2 separate regions of the Zea mays genome follow, and region 1 is linked to region 2. Evidence: chromatin contacts called from public Hi-C data. All regions are on one chromosome and are shown on one strand. Each heading gives the region's core, a stretch centred on a gene start, on an enhancer-like site or on the middle of the called end of the contact. The rest is flanking DNA. Distances are from core to core; before and after follow the strand shown.

Region 1 (5,292 bases), core at 1,120-3,619, 200 kb after region 2:
GAGTTAGGTCACCGACTAACCAGTCAATCGATGACCTAATAAGTGAGTGAGCCACGAGTGGGCTTACACTAGGGAAGAGAATCGAATGGCTCAGGTGGAGAGTGGACTAAGCAGTGAAGCATCGAGAGAAAAATAGATTAAAACCTAGTTTTCATTAGATTTGTCCGTACTTACTATATAAAAGTTTGTTTATTTTATTGTGTACCTAAATCTAGGTATAAGGGGTTCGAAAATTGAGATGAGGCCATAGCCCACCTTGCCCACCCCTTGGATCCGCCCCTGAGCTTGGTGCATTCTCTCAAAATGAAATCTAGTGCAGTTCTGAGCGTCACACATCACCGTGATCACTAGAGACACATAATATTGTTGCACAATGCAGTCATGCAGATATAGCCCTAGACGTGTGTTGCTAATGTTTTTTGGTAATAAACTTCCAACTCATCGTGATCAGAGAGTAGCTAGCACAGCCGTCTGGAGTATTAACACTCTCCTAGCTCGAGTAGCTAGCACTAGTACTCCGTACTGGCACTTTATCAAATGCTTATTGATCAATGTAATGCCTGTAGATGTCATAATTTATCGGCACTAGTAGTTTTGTCCCGCATGTAGCGGTGTAGACAAATTCTGTCTATGTTTGATCGATCCCTTTGGATGTATTACACCTGCTTGTTGATCATTCGGGCATTCTGCTTTTGATCTTTGCCGCACTCACCTGCAACAAAGCAAGAACCAGATCAGAAGCATCAGCAGACAAGGAGGGATGGCGGTAGGATGAGCTGCTAAGGATGGACGACTAGCTAGCGTACTGGTGGGTTGAAAACCTAAAATCACTATTTTCGAATACCCGTCGGGTACCCGCGGGTAAGAAATCAAATCCATACGTGACCCGATTTTATTACGAGTCAGGTACGGGATAAGACCTGCTGGTCAAATTTTGTGTTCAAACCCATACCCGACGAGTCGGATATCCGATGAATATCCCTACTCTGAACGAATGTAGGATCATACCATGACTAAACCGAGAGGGCTAGAATGAGGGGAACTTACAACACCCCTCCCTATCAACCACTCATAATCTGATTATAAATATATTTACTCACATCGCTTGACTAGTTGCTTCTATGCTGCCACAAACTTATCTTGCATTATCGTTGATACAATGACTGTCGCAATTTTTCCATGAAATGTTTCACTAGCAAGCGTGAAATATTGAGAAGTGGAATCCAATGTATCAACATAATCTGCCTAGAAGTGGAATTCAATATATCAACATCATCTAGGGTCTTTTTTGTAAATATCTAATGGCCTTCTTAACTACTTTTTCCAGTGTTCTGTGCCTAGATTTACTTGATATTTGTCAAGCATTCCGATTGTACATTCTAGGTGTGGACAAGTACAAGTTTAAGCATACATAATGCTCCCAATAGTTGAAACATAATATTGACTTCATCTAGTTTTTCTCATACCGATTTTTGGGACATTTATAATTTGCAAACTTATCACCCTTGACTAATTTTATAATCTCATCAAACTTAAGGTACCAACGTCTAGAAGTTTATTTTAATCCATAAATAGACTTTTTAGGCGGCATCCCATATTTTTCTCTCTTATGACAAAACCTTTAGCTAGCAACTCTACATTCGTAAATGTTATCTTTACATTTGTTTTATGGAATTCTAAATCATAATGAACTACTAATGTCATGATTACCCTAGATGAATCTTTTCTTGGAAAACCTTGAGCAACTCTGTTCATGAACATTTTGATTATTAACAAAAGATGTGTCTTTTCTCAAAAAAGATTTAAGTTGACCCTAATTGAACATAACTTTTCACTTGGCATGTTTATTAATACAAACAAGATACCATCACAAAGCGCACAAAAATAATTAGATAAGTTTATGTTAAAATATTAACCTATTGCTAATCAGGTATATAACATCGGGTGTTATAATCGGTTTATGAGAGGAAGAGAAAATAATCTCATGGTTAAAGTAAATGGAAAATATGAGGTGCAAACTAATAAATCTATATCGTTATATAATCTAGCAGTTTAAACTTTGTAAAGCACGCCCAATTAAATCACTCCACACCTATAACGAGTCAACTAAATCCACCAAATAAAGTGCACTTAGATTTAACACACTATCAATTAGCAAAGCCAATTAATTGTCTGAGCTAAGTCGATACCAATGGTGACTGATTGTTCTATAGTTTTAAGATCGAGAGGTGGATAAGTATCGTGAAATGAAACTGTTCTTCACGGATTTTTTCTCAGCTGCTCACCCACACTATGACGGTGGCAAAAGAGGTTATCGAGTCGTTTCAAGTTAGACGTGGGCTTGAACTTGAGCCCACCGCACTGGCCATGTCGAGCGCGGGCCAACAAAAAAAGTGATGTTTTCTTCTCTCTTTCGATCTAGGCCCGACCCGACCCGATCCGGATCCGGACTATGGTCTGTCTATATTGAATAATCACTCTTCTCCGTTCACACCCTGTGCGCGCGGGCTCTCTTCGTCGTGCGGCAACTGCGCGACCGCCGACGCCCGACGGCAGGTGCACCAGGTCTTCGTCGACCCCTTCGCAAGGCCTCGGTTCCATCCTTCGCCGGAGGCGACCGCCCGTCAACAGGTATGCTCACCCTTTCTCTTCCGGCCCCGCTCTGCGAAACCGGGCATCTAAACCCTAACTTAATCTATTTCGCTATTTGTATTCGGATCTGATCTAGTTACGAGCGTATACAGTTTTTGTGTGTGTGTGCGCGCGCGCCAAAAAGAAGTTATTTGACGTAAGTCTACACTCCACCGATATCCCCTACCGGGACTGTCCACCCCCAGTGGCGGAGCCAGCCCTAAATCGGAGCCTGGGCACCATTATAAACTTCTAAATTTCACTTAAAGTCTCTATTCAACAGTATAATTTGAATCGACAATATAATTTGATTCAACAACAACACTTCAATTTGATTCACTAGTTGAATCAAACATTTGAATGTCCGAACACACAATAGAGAGTTACTGAGTTACAGACCTCATGTGTCCTGTCCTCCACTATTCAGTCTCGTACTCTTGTTCCTCACCTCAACAGTTGAGGCCTTCAGCCTTGAGGGTGCTGGCACAGTGGTGGCCCTGGTCGTCTGGAGAGGGCGAGCGCCATGGGCTGAGTGGATTCCAAGGGCTGAGTGGATTCCAAGGGCTGAGTGGACTGCAGAGGGCACTGACGGCTGGCAGGTGGCCGCACACATGCTGCTGCTGCTGCTGCCTGCTGGCGAGGTGAAGCATGAGGTCGCAAGCGGAGGGTGGGGGCTGTGGCGCTGCGCTGTGTGCACCTGCGCCTGCGCACTGCCGCTGGCCGCTGCTACTGGCCTGCTGCTGGCGAGCGAGGGCGGGGCTGGGGCTGGTTGCCGAGGGCGGGGCTAGGGCTGGGGCTGCGCCTGTGCGGGAGGAGGAGGGAGCCGGCTGGCGAGCAGGATGCAGCTGTCCGCTGTGGTGCACTAGGGTTTGGGCGGGATGCGAGGGCGGGCTGACGGCATGATGCTGGCGAAGGCGCTGGCGTCTCAATCTGGGCCGCTCCCACATGGGCCGCCAAAGGCCTAAGCCTGGGCATGCGCCTGGGCTGGCCGCACTGTGCCCCTGCCACACTCCGTCCCTCTTCCCTGGTGTGTTTTCAAAAAATATTTTTTGGTGTTGTGTGATGGTAAATACTCCTATATGTTTATGTACTGATGAATTTTGTGTGGATTACCTAACTGAGGTTTTGGTGTTATGCTTTCAGGACTTGATCTACTACTCACTAGCGGTGTAGAGGTGAAGATAAGAACTTGACCATGAGCAGCATAGGCACAGGTTATGATTTGTCTGTCACGACCTTCTCCCCAGATGGTCGTGTCTTCCAGGTCGAGTATGCCACCAAGGCCGTCGACAACAGCGGGTCTGCCTCCCACTTCCTATAGTGTTTTGCTTCACTTATTATTCCCTTTTCTCTGTTCTATGTAATCTTACTTGGTTATTGTTGATGTCATGGTATTTATGAACAGGACTATTGTTGGGATCAAGTGCAAAGATGGCATTGTCCTGGTAAGATTTGTCCTTCTCAATCTTTTTCTTTTGGTTCAGTGCTAAAGTTATCTGAGTTGCCCAAGTCTGGATTTGATCGGATCCTTATTTGGTGGTTGGTCCTTTAGGGTGTCGAGAAGCTGGTAACCTCAAAGATGATGCTGGAAGGATCAAACCGAAGGATCCATTCGGTGCACCGTCACTCTGGCTTGGTAATGCCTTTACAAGTGACCCAAAAATGATGTGGCTTTGATGCAAAATCATGCTGTTGATAAATAAATAGGGGAGCAGGATTAAAATTCCGCCTTGGCCTTCTAACCTGTACGGGTGAATATAGGAGGATCTTAAAAGCATGCTCTATTACCTGTATTCCTAAATAATCAATTGTTGATGTAAACTATTAAAGATGTATATATTGAGATCTTTGTTCTTTTGAATTTTCTTGTGGTGATAACCTATTCTTTTCTTGGAAAGGTTCATGTTCCATTTGCCATTTTTTATGAACCATGTGTGTTTTCACAAATTACTTTTATTGTCATCTGCAGGCTGTTGCTGGTTTAGCAGCAGATGGCAGGCAAATTGTTTCAAGGACCAAATCAGAAGCTGCCAGTTATGAAAAGTAAGCACCTAGTCTTTTAGACCATCTGATGCAAGATTTTTTATGACTATTATGTGTTCTAAAATTTTAATGGACCAGGGTCTATGGAGAACCCATTTCTGTGAAGGAATTGGCTGATCGTGTGGCAAGTTATGTTCATCTTTGCACGCTGTACTGGTGGCTCAGGTAATATATTTAACAGTAGTGGTCCATGATTACTGGAGGCATGATTTGTATCGACCAAACACTATTTTGGCCACTGTAGTAAACCCTAACTTGGCTTCTCTTGATCAGGCCTTTTGGTTGTGGTGTTATTCTTGGAGGTTATGATAGGGATGGGCCACAGCTCTACATGATAGAACCCTCAGGAGTTTCCTACGTAAGTTGTTACTGTATTACATAGTTGTATCAACGTGAGTCCATAGGCTCATTAGTTTTATTTGAATTTTGTTTTCCATCAGTCGCACACTCATTTTCAGTATGGATGGCATTGTTTTTAAGTAGCCTTTCACTTTAGGAGTCTTGTGAAATTTTGAAGTACATAATGTTTATTGGCATTACAAACTTGACCAGAAATACTTCGGTGCTGCATTGGGGAAGGGAAGACAGGCTGCAAAGACGTAAGCTTACAAATTATTT
Region 2 (4,672 bases), core at 1,591-4,090:
GGGTTTTCTGGTGGGTATTTAACCGGGCCAGTTTTTTGTGCCCCAATTTATTTTTCCTCTTCCTCACAACAGACCTACAAGACACGCAACATTACTCAAAGCTCTCAAAAAAAACGTTTCACACATTGTATTGAGTTGCTAGCTTCCTCATACTGGAAAAGAAATATGTGTACCTTATTCTCCGCAGCCATCTTCAATTTCTGCATAAACATATCTGTAAAAAATGCAAGAAAAGTAGTGACTACTCTATTTCGCTATGGCATACAAGGAGATATCCCTTGATGTATGTTTTTTTGTGGACAATGTAGTTGCTAGTTGATAAAAGTCGGGTAGGAGTAAATAGAAAACTAGAGTTGTGGCGGAAACTCTAGAATCCAAAGATTTTATACTTAGTAGAACTAAAATAGAATATATGAGATGTGATTGCGACACTACTACACATGAGGAAGGATATGTTAGTTTGGAAGGTCAATTAGTGCCTAGGATGGATAGCTTTCAATATTTAAGATCAATGCTCGAGAGAGACGAGGATATTGATGAAAATGTTAGCCATAGAATCAAAGTAGGATGGATAAAGTGGCATCAAACATCTGGCATTTTGTATGACAAGAGGGTACCACATAAGTTAATAGGCAAGTTTTATAGGACGATGATTAGACCTACTATGTTCTATGGTGCAGAATGTTGGCCTATAAAAAGATGACATGTTCAGAAGATAAGTGTTACGGAAATGTGTATGTTGTGTTGGATTTATGTCCAAGAAGGGATCGAGCCTAGAACGATGATATACATGATAGCTAGGGATAGCACCAATTGAAGAAAAGTTTTTCCAACACCGGTTGAGAAAGTTTGGACATGTCCAACGGAGACCTCCAAAGACCAAAGACACCAGTGCGTAGTGGGATCCTAAGACGTGATAGCGATGGGAAGAGAGACAGAGGAAGTCCGAAGTTGACATTGGAAGAGACAGTAAAAGGAGACATGAAATAATGAAATATACCTAAAGATTTAGCCTTCAATAGGAAAAGATTTAGCATTGAATAGGAGTGTATTAAACAGCCATACATGTGCCTAAACTTTAACTTGTGGTATCTGCTGGTTTTTTAACTCTAACCTATTCCAACTTAATTGGGACTGAAAGGCTTTGTTGACTTGTTGTTATGTTGTGGATATGACATATTACAGTCAGGTGACATGCTGAAGTCCCAAGTCTAATTGATACCCCAGATCATGAATAACTTCCCCTTGGAATCAATTGAACAGGGATGAAGGGTGCATCAGCCTTTGCCTCTACAGCAATAACAATTGGGGATAGGTTTCAAAAATAAGGACACAGTTGCACATGGCAATTTTAGGTTTAGTAATGGTATTCTAATCTAAATTCCTTGAGATGAACAACAAACTATCGGCTGACATACCTCGTCCACCGGACGAGTCCTTATTATCGCCCTTAGTTGCCTCCTGCAAGCAATATCTTCATTAGCAATAGTCTAGTCAGGAAGCACCAAGATAACTAAATCAAACACACCTGAACTCGTGATCGCTGTCTGGTTCCTCTGCTGGATGTTCCAAGATCGGACTACATTTGGCACACACAAAAAAAATGGTTTGCATCAGTTCATGCTCAACAGGTCTGAAAACAGGAAATAAGTACTAACCATGTTTATTCGGTTACTTCTGCAAAGGGACATCTAATACGATTCCTTATGATTCCATATCAAACACATTGCTCTTTGTTCTGGTTCAACCCGCTTTTCTATTTAGATAAATGCGCAGCCACTGTCCCCTTCGGCCATGCCCCCATTTAATACTCTCGCAACCACAAACCTTGGACTCAAATAGAAACAGACATTCATGACATTGCAGGACTATGTGTAGGTCAATACAGAGATGACGACGACTTTGTCACGCTCTACCTGAAAGTTTGTCACTAATATTTGCCCCACTTTAAGAGGCCAACAGCAGCCTGCTCAGTATAAGACTAATATTAGCCTGCTTATTTTGAGGGGCTGGGAGCAATAGACTAAACCTGGAACCCCGTTTTAGAAGCATTCCCAGCAATTGTCGGGAAGGTCTATTAGGATATGTATCCTTCCCATTCTACAGGGCCTTTCTTCGTTAATAAAGGGAGAAAATGGGCAGTCCCCTTTACCCAAAAGAAGGGGAGAAAAACTAGTCTGTTCAGGGAACATGGATATGTTTTTCTTTCTTCGTTGTTTGTAGTACTGCATCCTTCAAAAGGAGTAACGTAAATTCCGTCAAAGGATGCTAATGTGCCATCATCTTTTTATATATCCCCCAAAGGCTACATGGGCCTCTACCGCAACCACTTCTGCAAACAAACATCAAGTTGATTTCGAAACCCGGAGCTGCACTATACCAGCAAATGTGTGTGGCAACAGGAGATCCGATCACTGGAACCGGTAGAAAGGCAGATTGTTCTATGCTACCCCGAATTCCCAATCGAGTTCTACGCTTCCAAGCCACAGATCGCGGCTCCATGGAACTTCGGGAGGTCCCCAAATCAGAGCCCGGGACTTAGCGGCACAGGCAGACGGAAAAAGGAGAGGGGTACGAGGGCTGGAGGAGGAGGAGGAGGAGGAGGTTTACGCAGCAGTAGTCTCGGGAGCGGACGACCGGGAAGAGGTCGAGCATGCGCCGGAACTCCTCCTCGTCCATGGTGGGCGCAGCCGCGCAGGCGTGACGTCTCCTCCTCCTCCTCAGTCCTCCGGTTCTCTGTAGTCAGGGAGGCTTCGCTTCGAGCTTTCGAGTCTTACCACATGGGCCGGATATGACCTGTGAGGCCAGTGGGCCCAATACATCTAAGGCCAGCGGGCCGTCAGCTTCTTGCCGGGAGATCACCAGTGCTGTTAGTAACAATGGTCGCGTTTCACTCGATGTAATGTAACTAGGGATGTATCGTGAACAATCGATTATTTAACATAAACATACAAATCAATTAAAATGTAATAGTAACTGATGTTTTATATTTAACTAATATCATACTAGATTTTAGATGAAATAGGTGAAACGTAAACTAGCAATGACAGTTAGATTTAGATGGGATGCTTGTACACAAGATATATCCGTATGTAATTAAGGGGTAAGCAGTGATTACCAAAAACACTTGGGAACAGTGATTGGATGTGTGTGTATGCGCGCGTGCGTATGTTTTTTTTTGGGTTGCAATTAGCATACGGTGTGCGTAGTGATGAGTAACTATGTTACCATGGATCATTAGATCCGCTCTCTTCTCTTTCATCAGTATATGAGACCAAGAAATTGAACAAGACTTATCTCCCGTCCCCAAAACGCGACAGAGAATACACGAGACACAAGATTTTTAGTATTAGGCCTTCAAAATCTTTCTTTTATATATATCATATGAGGAGTACAAGCTCTACATATTCGGTATGAGCCTACCAAATCTTAGGGTTGGGTTTCTTAACACTCAGATCGGTCAGAGCCTAGCTTAGAGGGGAGCATAAAACCATTGCCCGTCCGCGACCGTGCAAATTAAACAGTTGACTCTATCTCTCTGCATGCGCACCTCGTGTGGGCGCCCAGGCCCAGCCCAGCTAGCTCCCCATCTGATCTTCAACTTCACCGACCCGCTAAGCTTCAAAAATCTCCTAAAACAAGATAATATTCGCACGAGATCCATGCAGACGAGCTGATGGGATTATAGTAATCAGAATCTGCAGGTAGCCGCGATGATACTAGAGCCATGCTTGGAGGTAGTAGCAGCCTAAACGCGTACGCTACATATATAATCAATCATTCGTTAGCTGGCTCTATCGTATAGTATCGTCGTCTACACGGCCGGTATGGTGTCGACGCTGGAGCAGCTGCTCATCGCGGCTGCCTTCCTGGTGGTGGCGGCGGCGGCGTCGACAGTGCCCGTGTCTCCTGCTGCGGCAGCGACACGGCCGTACCACGGCGGCGGCTGCTACAGCCATTTCTTCGCGTTCGGCGACTCGCTCATCGACACGGGCAACTTCATCCGCTACTCCACGGCGAGACCTTCTTCCACCGCCCCACCGGCCGCTGGTCCGACGGCCGCCTCATCGTTGACTTCATTGGTACGTGTGCGATCGAACGAGGAGCGCCGATCGACCGCTAGATGTGCACGTGCCACTGCCCACTGACTGTAGTGTATGTGTTGTATCTGCTTCGCGCGTGTCCCTGCGCATGTGCAGTTGAGCGGCTGGGGTACCCGCGCTGGCCGCCGTACCTGGACGGGAAGAGCAAGGACGACTTCCGGCACGGCGCTAACTTCGCGGTGGCCAGCGGCACGGCGCTCAACCAGCTGCTGTTCAAGAAGCACGGCCTCAACGTCAACGGCATCACGCCCTACTCCCTCGGCGTGCAGATCGGCTGGTTCAAGAAGGTGCTCGCCATGCTCGCCTCCAACGAGCACGGTATGCGTGTATACGTACATATAGCCAGCAATTACCACGTACTACATACATAACTGTGGATGAATCCAGCTCTGTGGCTTCTAGAAAAAATACATTTCTCTCTAACATAGATATGCATTTTTTTCTTAAAAAACAGTCTCCTAGGAAACCTATAAATTTTAAGGTGCCGTTGCCTTATATGATGAAATTATTGTAGAGTTTCTTCCTTCAATTCTTATATATATATATATATATATATATATATATATATA

Evidence for each region. Hi-C and Micro-C count contacts between places; a contact is called where the count stands out from the background.
Region 1: a contact with region 2 is called in a Hi-C map of endosperm, with 2.5 times the contacts expected there. The contact joins the promoter of LOC100283094 here to the promoter of LOC100278701 in region 2. A contact is called at or near these places in 5 of 25 Hi-C or Micro-C datasets (bundle sheath, ear, endosperm and 2 more).

The regions. Positions count from the first base shown.
Region 1 is chr7:178,599,229-178,604,520 of Zm-B73-REFERENCE-NAM-5.0, forward strand. LOC100283094 (proteasome subunit alpha type 3) reads left to right here and starts at 2,370. Exons shown (of 11, transcript NM_001155996.2): 1 at 2,370-2,631; 2 at 3,775-3,930; 3 at 4,037-4,076; 4 at 4,184-4,267; 5 at 4,601-4,674; 6 at 4,753-4,839; 7 at 4,948-5,032; 8 at 5,227-5,273. The coding sequence starts at 3,827.
Region 2 is chr7:178,399,368-178,404,039 of Zm-B73-REFERENCE-NAM-5.0, forward strand. It overlaps LOC100278701, which reads right to left and starts at 2,841. Exons shown (of 6, transcript NM_001326429.1): 1 at 2,611-2,841; 2 at 1,529-1,579; 3 at 1,419-1,461; 4 at 174-214. The coding sequence starts at 2,679. It also overlaps the pseudogene LOC103633490.